Regions from separate parts of the Hordeum vulgare genome. Here regions 2 and 3 are each linked to region 1. Evidence: chromatin contacts called from public Hi-C data. All regions are on one chromosome and are shown on one strand. The core of a region is the stretch at or near the end of the contact, and the rest is flanking DNA. Distances in the headings are between cores, read along the strand shown.

Evidence for each region. Hi-C and Micro-C count contacts between places; a contact is called where the count stands out from the background.
Region 2: a contact with region 1 is called in a Hi-C map of seedling, with 4 times the contacts expected there. The contact joins the promoter of LOC123400982 here to the promoter of LOC123401470 in region 1. A contact is called at or near these places in 2 of 6 Hi-C or Micro-C datasets (leaf and seedling).
Region 3: a Hi-C map of seedling shows a contact between it and region 1, with 5 times the contacts expected there. The contact joins the promoter of LOC123402394 here to the promoter of LOC123401470 in region 1. A contact is called at or near these places in 4 of 6 Hi-C or Micro-C datasets (leaf, seedling and an unstated tissue) and 1 of 1 datasets of contacts at active chromatin or transcription factors (embryo).

The regions. Positions count from the first base shown.
Region 1 is chr6H:131,177,085-131,180,872 of MorexV3_pseudomolecules_assembly, reverse strand. LOC123401470 (choline-phosphate cytidylyltransferase 2-like) reads left to right here and starts at 2,042. Exons shown (of 8, transcript XM_045095295.1): 1 at 2,042-2,387; 2 at 3,580-3,693. The coding sequence starts at 2,152.
Region 2 is chr6H:130,998,572-131,002,359 of MorexV3_pseudomolecules_assembly, reverse strand. It overlaps LOC123400982 (ribosomal RNA large subunit methyltransferase I), which reads left to right and starts at 1,719. Exons shown (of 8, transcript XM_045094699.1): 1 at 1,719-1,909; 2 at 2,769-2,994; 3 at 3,075-3,209; 4 at 3,516-3,738. The coding sequence starts at 1,768.
Region 3 is chr6H:131,328,963-131,332,750 of MorexV3_pseudomolecules_assembly, reverse strand. It overlaps LOC123402394 (probable LRR receptor-like serine/threonine-protein kinase At5g45780), which reads right to left and starts at 1,765. Exons shown (of 11, transcript XM_045096308.1): 1 at 1,521-1,765; 2 at 1,253-1,385; 3 at 1,057-1,128; 4 at 172-315. The coding sequence starts at 1,647.

The DNA of each region.
Region 1 (3,788 bases), core at 793-3,292:
TTCGATCCTCTTACTTAAGGACTACGATTGATCCCCTATACTTGTGGGTCATGAGATGTAAGCCATTGTGGAATAGACAAGGTTGCTTCTTCGTGGACCCTTCATGGGTTGAGCCCTCCATGGACTCTCGCGGCCATTACCCTCCATGTGTTCAAGTCTCCATCAATATGGACGTATGATAGCACCACCTATCAAAACCACGCCAAAAATTTACGTGTCAATCTTTGCGTTTGATCTTCCTATCCCTACCCTCTACTTACATGTGCATGTCTTTAATTTACGCTGCTATACTCTTAGACTTGGATGTGTAGGATGTGCTTGACTTGCTACAATTGCTAAAGAAAGGTAATTTTTTATTTGGTCAAGTAGTTTAATCATCCCCCCTATAGACATACTTCAGATCCTACACCCGCCGCTGCTAAGTGTTGCTAAAACTGAACACCCGATCACTATAACTAGTGGCGGTTTCCAGGCACCGTTCGCCACTGCTCAGTCATATAGCTGTGGTGAGCGCTAGATAGGACCCATCACTACTCAATTACGCAAGCAAGTCCCACCCTTGATATTGTACTTGTGGGGAGCGCTTAGGTACTCCTTTGGTTGTGGCAGGTGATTCTTATTACCCGCCACTGCTTCTTTTCAAAAATAGTTATGACAGATAAATCGTTGCGCCTGCAACTCATTAGGGTTCACTTATAAGCCATTCCCCTGTAGTGTGCCGCAGTCTCATGCAGGACTGCAATGCATCACCAAAGCGGTACTACCGCCCTAAATAAATATAGTCGGTACTTCCGATGCGATGTCGCCCAAGTACTTCATCCTTCCCAAAGGGAAAATCCCCTAAAATGCAGTAGGCCTGACTCTTGAAGCGGTAGTGCCGCTTCACACATAGGAGAGGTACTACCGCTGGTTACAGCGGTACTATCGGGTGTGCATTCTCTACAAACATATGTAAATGGATTCCCCCCTCAAAACAGCTCGAATAAATTGTGGATGCAATACATATTTGTGTGTATCTGTTTGATTTCACCCATACCTTCAACGCATCCTCCTCTTAATAGTATGTACAACGAAACAAATAAAAATATCAAAAAATGTCGTCTTTGATCCTTTTCTTTTAGAAGGGAACCTAACCATATTGTGCCATCATTGAATATACGTGTGTAGCTCAAGGACATGGCTAGTCCACAAATTATGTTTAAAATCTTTTTAGGAGGGAAATGCCATTTCATTGTTTTCATCTTAAAAAATCTAACCATCTGAGATACACTCATGAGTATCGTGTGCAATACACTTTCCCCCTTTGTTTTTTCCATTTTATATTGTATATTATAATAAAAAAGTCAAGGAGTACCATCTTGGTTATTATATTTCAAATGATTTTTTGACACGAAAATGAAGTAATACAGTGTTTCTAAATATAAATAAATTTTAATATATACTCCATCCGTTCCTAAATACTCCCTCCGTTCCTAAATATAAGACCTTTTAGAGATTGTACTATGAACTATATACAGATGTATATAGACATATTTTAGAGTATAGATTCACTCATTTTGCTCCGTATGTAGTCTTCTAGTGAAATCTCTAAAAGGTCTTATATTTTAGAACGGAGGGAGTATAAGACATTTTAGAAATTACACTATGGACTAGATACGAAGCAAAATGAGTGAATCTACATCCTAAAATATGACTACATACATCCGTATGTAGTTCATAGTGGAATTTTTAAAAGGTCTTATATTTAGGAACGGAGGGAGTACTATATATAAATATTTTTTAAAGTATAGATTTGTTTTTTATTAAAATGTTTCAAAAAAATTATATTTAAAAACAGAGAAAGTAGTATATATAATAATTTCTGATAGGCAGCAAATTCACCCGTCGTTGTCTCATCAACGTGCAACGTGTCGCCACTTCCTTCGTCGGATAACCTGACGTGGTCCAACCAGTCACCGTCAAACACCCGGACCCAGTTAACAGTCAGACAGGGCGAGCCCGAAAACTACGTCACGTCATGCGAGAGCACCCCCTCCGCATGTGTACCGTCTCCTCGGCCTGGAGGCTTCGACCTTTCCACCACGCCCCCCCCTCCTCTTTCCCTTCCCGTCGCTCGCTCCACCCCTCGAACCTTCTCGACTCCCTCTTCGCATGGCCGACGCGAAGGCCGAGGCGGCGAGGCAGGCGCCGGCGCCGCAGTCCTCGCAGGAGGAGGAGGAGGACTGGAAGGAGGCCGAGGGGGACGTCGAGGTTGCGGACAGGTCCACGAGCAATGGCGCCGGCGCCGGCGAGGGGATCACGGACAGGCCGATCCGGGTCTACGCCGACGGCATCTACGACCTCTTCCACTTCGGCCACGCGCGCTCGCTCGAGCAGGCCAAGAAATCGTGAGAAATCCCTCTCCCCCATCCTCCTCCCCCTTTGGGCTATTTCGGTTCGATCTGCCCCCTTGCGTTTCAGACAGAAATTGGGGTCGGACACCGTTTATCATGCTTGGTTTCGGCACGGATCACGCCTGATTAGGTTGTCCATCGGGCTCTAGCGCGGGATTGCGGGACGAAGGGTTGTTTTATTCTAGGCCGTTTCTCTTTGAAATTCTTCGCGATTACCAGTTCAGGAACGGCCTCAACTTGCTCTTATGTCCAACGTCCGATTTAGCGGATCATTCGTGTGGTTAGGTTTGGAAGGCATTCGCTTATTGTGGATACTACGTTGCTTGATGAGGACTCGGTTTGTCTGTGCCCCTGTTGTTTTGGGCAATAGATGTATGGTTTGGTGGAAAATGGGGCTCCATTTGTGCTTCTATCATGTTGGGGACAAGATTTAGCTGTATTGGTATGTTTTACCTAACGTGATGTGACTCGAGACTCTCCTACTGCTTGCCATGTATTGGGTCATTTAGTGGGATGGCACCTATTTCGTAGATCCCCACCGAATAATGCTGTGTGAATTGGCTTTATTTGCCCACCTCTTTTTTTCCTTTTTATTTTTCGCATCATGTGCAACAATCCTGTTTCATTGACATGGACCACAATAATCATTCTCCATTGACATGGACTGGTGTAAAAACTGTAGGGTTTGGACTCTGATATTGTTCCTCTCAGACAACTTTCCCTTTATGGTGCTTGGCATATTCCACTTCTTTTAAGTCGGCAATGAAATCAATTTTGGCTTCTTGTGTTCTGTTCAGACGCCAGTCCTACCTTTCCTAGTGAATTAACTCTGCCTAAATCAGTATCTATTTTCTGAATGCATTCTCTATTCATTTAGCCCATCACAACAGCCATTTTGCATTAGGATATTTTATGTGTAACTAGTGAGAATTCTGCGTTTGAAAAAAAACTATGTGAAGTCATGTGTGCCAACGGTCATCTGTAAATGATATACTACAGTAATCTTTTTTCATCTAGTAGTATGCCTAAGGATCCGTTCTATTGTGATGCCATAGATTAAGTGCATTAACTGCAGATTGGTTTTAAGTTCTTAATGATTACCGTAAGCATTCTACACAAGTTAACTTACTGGGGCTATTATAATGCGAGAAAATGTCCTGACACTGAACTTTCTGTTGAACTGTAGGTTCCCTAACGCATATCTTCTTGTCGGGTGCTGCAATGATGAGTTGACACATAAATTCAAAGGAAGAACTGTCATGACAGAGGATGAGAGATATGAATCACTTCGCCATTGCAAGTAATCGTGTATCATTCTTTACTTTATCCAATATAATCCATGATCGTTGTACATTTCTTCCAGCAAAACATGCTAATATGATTTACTATTTTATA
Region 2 (3,788 bases), core at 470-2,969, 180 kb after region 1:
AGGTGTTCAAGATCACTTAGTGATCACCTAGTCTTCGATCGCTCGCATAGACCACCAGATCAAACACTCTAATCATCGTAAGTTAGCCATCATATATGCTTAGTTTGCTGCAAACCTCTACACTAAACCTTCCTCACCTAATAACTTGACTAGATTTGGTACCAAGGTCATCCGATTGCTGAGTCCCCGTGGCTCACAGTTTACTACAACACCCCAACACCTACAGGTACGCCCGACGCAGGAGATCCTGATAGCACCCAGCTGGCGTGGCAGTACAATGAGGAGTCTGACCGACTGTACGTGAACTATCCGAAGGACTGAGGCCGTGGCCCTGATCGTGGGCGAGCATGCGGGATGTCATAGTCTTTTACTTGTTTCATATTGTCCGTAGCGGGACTAAACTTTGCTCTGAATAATTGTGTGGCTGTAAACCTTATGTTATACTATGTCAGATGGCAAGTGTATGCCCTACTTGTCATTCTTCAGTTATGTAATGTTATGATTATCTCGCTTGCGAAACGTTTAGATGCGCCTCTTTCCCTTTTTGGGCATCGCCCAAAAAATAGGAAAGGGTCGCATCTTAGTCGTTACACCGGTGGAGGATGCTCGACGCCAAGAAGATCAGTGGCGCCACGAAGGCGGGGACGGCGGCGGTCGCGGCCGCGGTCGATCAGGAAGAGGCGTTCCGCGCGGGGATGATGAATCCGCCCAGCCGCAACCCACAGGCCGCATGGAGGGGTCGCCAGGATGTTGCGTCGGCCACCCTCTCGCTGACGATGCCGCCCTCGGGGTACGTGCCCTTGTCTGGCTACTTCGACGTCGACGCGCATGGCGACTTCAATCCCAACACCACCTTCCCGCATGGCGCGCCGCAACGTTCCTCCTTCACCGATTTCGGCCACGACCGGCGCACTTTCTCACCCGCGTTCAACGCCGGCCTCAACACCCACTATAGCTACTCCCCGCTGGCGTACTCGTCAGCATCCTCGCCTGCTCCATCTCTACGTCGTGGTGTCCTTTCATTCGTGCCCCCTTCGCCGTTGTAGTTTAACTACACCGATGCCGACATGGACGAGGTCATCACGAGCGGTTCCGTCGCCGCCGTGTCGCACCCGAAGTTCGTCGTGCATGATGAAACAATGGACATCGCCAATGACATTGACGACGAGCTCGACGACGCCTAGGAGGAGGGAGAGGAAGAAGCGGTGGAGGTGGAACCGGAACCGAGCGCAGAAACCACGTCGACGACGAGCCCTACTACGTTGACGACGAACAGCGCGACTACGCCGCCGACGAGCCCGACCAGTCCTGCGGCAGAGGAGCCGCACCACGCTGAGCCGGCCGTTTGATCCGGTTTTTATCCTTTCTTTTTTATCGTCGAACTATTGGTGTGTTTGATTGTCGAACTATGGAATGCTGATCGTCGACTTGTGACATGATGATCGTCGAACTCGTGACGTTTTTTTGACAGCAGAAAAGAAAAAAAAACGTTGACATCTGGGATCGAAATCTGGGGACGCGACTGAAAACTCGCTCGCGTCGGATAAAAAAGCGCTCGCGCAACATGACGCTGAGGGCGGAATGGGTGGAGATGCTCTAATATAAAAGTGATACGAGCGCTTTGGGCCTACGGCCTGGCTTTGATGAAGGCCCCACGTCGCAGTGACACACAGATGCGCAACTTGAAGTACCAATCCACAAGCCTCGTTACCTGGTGGCGAACTTCGGCAGCTATAGTCAGTGCCAGCGCCAACGCAGAGCTACGCGATGCTCCGCGCCTGCGGCGCCGCGGCTCCGGCGTCTGTGCCCGCCCTCGTCAGGGCGCGCCTCGCGAAGCCCTCCTCCTCCGTCGCAGCCTCCGCAGTCGCCTCCTCCTCCGCCCTGGAGGAGCTCGCCGCCGACCGCAAAGGTCCACGCCCTTTACTCTCGCCTAGTCTTCTGCCGGCATTCTGTCGAGCGGCTTCGCTGTCGCCCTTCTCTCCGCCGCGGCCCTCGTTTCCAGTCCCGCGCAGCGAGGTTTGTGACCGTCACTTCTGTCCTACGTGCGGGGGGCGAGTGGGAGCGCCATGGCGACGAGCTGTTTGTTGAAACGACCAAGTGAGCTGCGCATTTGTTCCCCGTGTTGCGTTTCGATCTGGTTATGGGTCGGCCGTTTGCCAGTGCGTCCATTTCCTGAGCTTGGACGCTCATTGCTTGATATACAGTTGTAGTGAGTGGTAAATAACTGTAAATGTATGTGTAGAGAGATGCCTGGTCATTGTTTCATGGCCTGCAGTTATGAGGACCTATATTGCTACTTTTACTTGCTCATAACCCTCCAAGTCAGAGGTTGTCAATTGTTAAAAGTTCTACTACCCCCGGAGATCATTTATGGTAACAACAGCTTGAAACGATGATAATTACAGTCTCCTAAAAACGGTTCATCATTCATTTAAATTAGTGTCACGAATGAGTGGTATGCATCACCACAAAGTGGAATGATGGGCCTTGTCCAAAAAGTTGGCTAGATTCCATTCACAACGCTGAAATCAATAAATCAAGCATCGCCCATTTTGCTTGTTTGGGTTAAGCATAGGTTATGTCCAGTAGGCACTTCTTTCTTTCCTTCGCTCGAATCGAAGTACTCCCTCTGTCCCAAAACAAGTGACACAAATTTAATACTAAGTGACACAAATTTAATACTAAGTTAGTACAAATTTTGTACTAAAGCAGCGACACTTATTTTGGGACGGAGGGAGTATACACTAACAACTAAGCACCCTTTTTAGGTTTGGCGAGAGTGGTACTAAAGAAGGGCAAGACTCAGATATTCCGAGGTGGGAGTCCAATGGTGTACAGTGGTGCTGTTGATAGAATAATTGGCCGGCCTCCTCCCAAAACGGGTGATGTTGTTTTGGTAGCTGATGGGTCAGAGAAACCTATCGGGTGGGGTGTCTATAACTCCGTGTCTATGTTTTGTGTTCGGCTAATGCAACTAGAAGAAGAGGCAAAAAGGTGACACAGTTGTTGAGGTTCTATGGTTATTGAAATTTTGTGAGCTTGTGCTGAATATCCCATATTCTTGTTTTGCTCAGAGATCCAGCCTCTGCATTAAATATGGAAAGGCTGCTCGAAGAAAGACTTTGTTCTGCGGTGGATTTACGGCGTAGTTTGGGTTTCCCCTCAACTAATACAAATGCTTACCGTCTCGTCAATAGTGAAGGCGACAGGTATGTACTGTTCTCCATTCCTATACTTTAGTTAGCAAAGAAACCACCTTGATATCCATCACTGAAAGGAGCATGGTTAGTTCATCATTCAGCACCATTTTTAGTTCAACTTTGTATCTTAATATCTTTGTGTAAACAATAAGTAGTTATATTGCCCTGTATATTTTCAACATGTGCAGCAGAGAATACTGATCTTGAGCATTGAATGACTTGCATTTTTTCTCTCTCCGGAACCTTGCCTGTTGTCTCATTCTTGTATTCATGCATAGTAGTGCAACTATTAATATTCAATGGTTTGAAATGCAGATTATCTGGTCTGATAGTGGATATATTTGCTGATGTTGCCGTGATTGCTTCATCTGCTGCTTGGGTTGAGAAATATAGGCAACAAATCCAGTCCCTTGTTAGCAAAGTTAGTGATGTTAACCATATAAAGTGGAGGTCATCAAGTGATATTCTAAAAGAAGAAGGATTAGATATGTCAGAGCAAACAGAACCTGCACCCTCTTCATACTCTGGAACTGTGAAGGTGAGTCTGCTGACTTAAATGTTTTTAAGGAAATTTGATTTTAATATTTT
Region 3 (3,788 bases), core at 516-3,015, 150 kb before region 1:
GTTTTTGTTCTTGGGCAGGCATACACAAGAAACTTAATCAGAATCCACCCTGTTCTATCCGTAACATATGCATGTAAATTTAACAGACACAGTGGTGCTTTAGACAGCAAGACATAAACAATCCAATAGATAAGACTATCAATTTGAGGTAATAGATTAGCATATACTTACAGATAATTTAGTTGAGTCAGCTGCCCCAACGAATTCGGGATTTCACCAATAAATTGGTTACCTGAAAGATCAAGAGCTTTCAGATTGGCCAGCTTCCCTGTCTCTGGAGGAATTTCACCAGATATTCTGTTATTCTGTAGTAACCTGAAGGGGGGCAACAGAGAAAAAAGTTGAGCAACAAAGCATTGGTAGTAAATTTCGTTTTCGTTAGGACAGATGGGAGTCAATGGAACAAGATCTACAAACAGTACAAAGAATACAATCCCATGACTGAGGGAGCACAAGTAATAACAAATATTATGCATACATACGTGTTCTAAGTAGGGTGGACACAGTATGATGGGTACAATAAGGAGTAGAAAGTCTAGCTGGACTGCGCTGTCAATCATACAAAGTAAGCTTGATTTGGCCGTGTTGAGTTCTGAAAGAATAGGGTACGCCCAATAGCATTCATTCTTGCCAAAAAAGAAAACAAATTTTGTTCAGGGGGGCTTGTACCGCCTGTGATCTCTCAGCATTATTCTATTCACCAGTTCTTGTCCTGGCCTTGAGAGTTTGCACACACGGACCCTGCTTGGGATTTTCATAAATTCAACTATTAAGGCAAGACTTATATTGTATAGTTCCCCACCTTCAGCTCGCTAACTATCCTGATACTAATGAGTCACCGACGGAATAGCCTAAACAGTAATATTGTTTGAACCTAAACAGCAGTTGTGCTTCATATTTTCCAACGGCTAGACACACAAGTACGAACCTCCTCATTTTGAAGCGATTAAGCTCGGAAGCTTCAAACTTGAACGGTGTTGCAAGACACACCGTGTCAAAGGAACTAAGGAAACAGGAACTGTGATTGGATAGGTGAGTTCGTTTCCAAGGCCTTACATTGTCTGCAGGTAACTGAGGTTCCCGATACTCGGCGACAGAGCCCCTGACAATCCGTTGTTAGCCATCTGCCTGCACTCCAACATCCAAACAAAACAGCACGGCATCACCAACAGCAAAACAACAACGGGCAGAAGGAGCATCCGCGCAGGCGCAGTCCAACAGCAAGACAACAAATCAGGGAGCGAGATCTCACAGCGAGACGACGAATCCGTCGGGGGAGCAGGCGACCATTGACCAGGTGCAGGGGTCAACGGAGTTGATGTCCCACCCGGCCATCACCCCCTTCTCGTCCCGCATCCGGCTCTTCACCGCCATCAGCGCCGCCACTGAAACACCGCGCAAAGCGCACCGAGCGCAATTAACACGAGAACATCCTCCACGTAGTACCAAATCCCCAAACCCTAGCCTCGTCCCTAGCCCAGCCACCCCCGCCCAACGCCAGCCGCAAGCGGCGCACATACCTTCATAGTTGAGACCTTTGGGTGAGAGCGGCGGGTCCCCGGCCGCTACACTACAAGCGGCGAGGAGCCACGCGGTAGCCACCACCACCACGGCGCCAGCTCCGGCGGCGAAGGTTAGTCTCGCCATGGAAAGTGGGGGCGTGACTGAGAGCGTCTCTGCACGGGCTCCGTGGCCATGGGTGCTGCTGTTATCGAGCGCAGTGCGTGCGCTGAGGAGTAGAATTAGGCTCGCCTTAAATCTTAATTAATGCGAGTTGGTCTGAAAAATGGGAATCTTAAATTAAGAAAGGGAGAGGCTAACTGGGCCTTAATTGCTGAGCCCGTGGAATGGAGTGGAGGACCAGACGGGTGGCTCTCGAGGCTCCGGAATTTGTGCCCAGTGTTTTGTTTCCGTTCTGTTTGGTTGGTTTTTCTTACAGGAGCCATGTAATTTAATTTAAGGTATATGACCTCTTAGAGTATGGTTAATAGTATAGCCAACGGTCGGCTATAAGGCTGTTCATAGTGGGGAGTAACATATGGTAGTATCATGCATATGTTACTATTGTATGATAGTACCTTCATAGTGCATAGTATCATAAATTAGTATCATAGATGATCTCATTTATTGACATGCATGACACATAGTAGCATAGCATTTAACATGGTACGGTATCTACCTATGTTACTATAACCCTCTCTCTCTTCTTTAATTACTTGCCACATCACCATGTTTACTAGTTCCAAGACTATGTTACTAGCTATGATACCTCCACTATGGCCAGCCTAAGGAGTTGCCATGTCATATACTCCCTTCATCATGGTATATTGGACATATCCCAAAAACGATAATTTTTCATAATTAGAAGAAAATAAGGCGCATGACATTAATTAGCCTATTAATTAGGATGTTTTGGAAACCGTCTTCACCAATGCATGCGAGGAAGTCGTTCGTTTAGTGGACGGAGGTTGCTAATGCGTCAGTTTTACGATTAATTAGGCGTTTCTACAGCTCGTCGGCTCGGTTTTTCCTACCAATAGAAAAACATCTTGGTCCCAGAGCCCTGTGAGATACGTCCAATATACTGTCATGGAGAGAGTATAATCGATCTAATAGTTAACACGTATAGTAACAAATTGTTAAGAAGTACTCCCTTCGTTCCTAAATATAAGTCTTTTTAGAGGTTCACTAAAAGACTACATACGGATGTATATAGACATACTTTAGAGTGTATATTCACTCATTTTGCTCTATATATAGTCTCCTAGTGAAATCTCTAAAAAGACCTATATTTAGAAACGGAGGGAGTACTACTTTATAAATACATGACCCACCTTACATCCTCACAATGTTTCTTGGAGCCTCTGCTACAGCCGACTGTTAATCTGTAGTTCGCTTCCCTTCTCTCTCCTCTTCTCTCTCATCCAACTCAACAAAAATATAATGTTTTAATCCTTACAGTCTTCTCTCTCCTCTTCTCTCTCATCTAACTGTATTTTATTATACCTGCTCTTATACTACCTTAATTACACCCGCGATAAAACAACTTGCTTGAAATTAACTAATTCATACACAAATTTGAAAATCCCATAAAACTCATACACGAACTCGATTGTTGTAACAGTTGACTATAAAACAGCTCCGCCTGTGACATGTCGGCTGCCACATCGAAAAGGGCCCGCATCTCAATTATTGCACAAACCATTGCAGCACATGCTTCTGGAGTTTGCACATCGTCCAAACCATCTACAAGTGTTTTGCTAGGCAAGCACCGGTACACATGAAGTGTAGGATCTGTAACATCATATCAAGTTCAGTTTCAATGCGCAGAAAATTAAGTCACATAGTTAATTGCAGGGCACCATAACTTGTTCACCTCAAAACGAAACTACTCTATGACCGACACTTAGTGCAATACTGATGCATGGTTAATTTGCAGACGATACTTGATCCGGCGGCTGTGCAACACTAAATAATACCGATGCATGGTTCGATTCATAGTGACGTTCAAAGATCAGTCAACCAGTATGTGACATCCTTGTAGCAACGCTCAACTCAAAATTCAGTACTACAAACTACAGTTTCGTGTATATGTTCCGTGACATAAAAACCAGATTGTTGCACAAAAAATTTAGAGATAGCCAATGTCAAATTTTAGTAAATTTCAGTCATAATTAGTGGAAATCTAGAGTTTTCTTCAAAAATCAATAGTTTTCGTATAGCAATACTGAATCCACAGGAGTACTGTTCATATGATAGTCACGTATGGCACTGTCCAATATAAACAA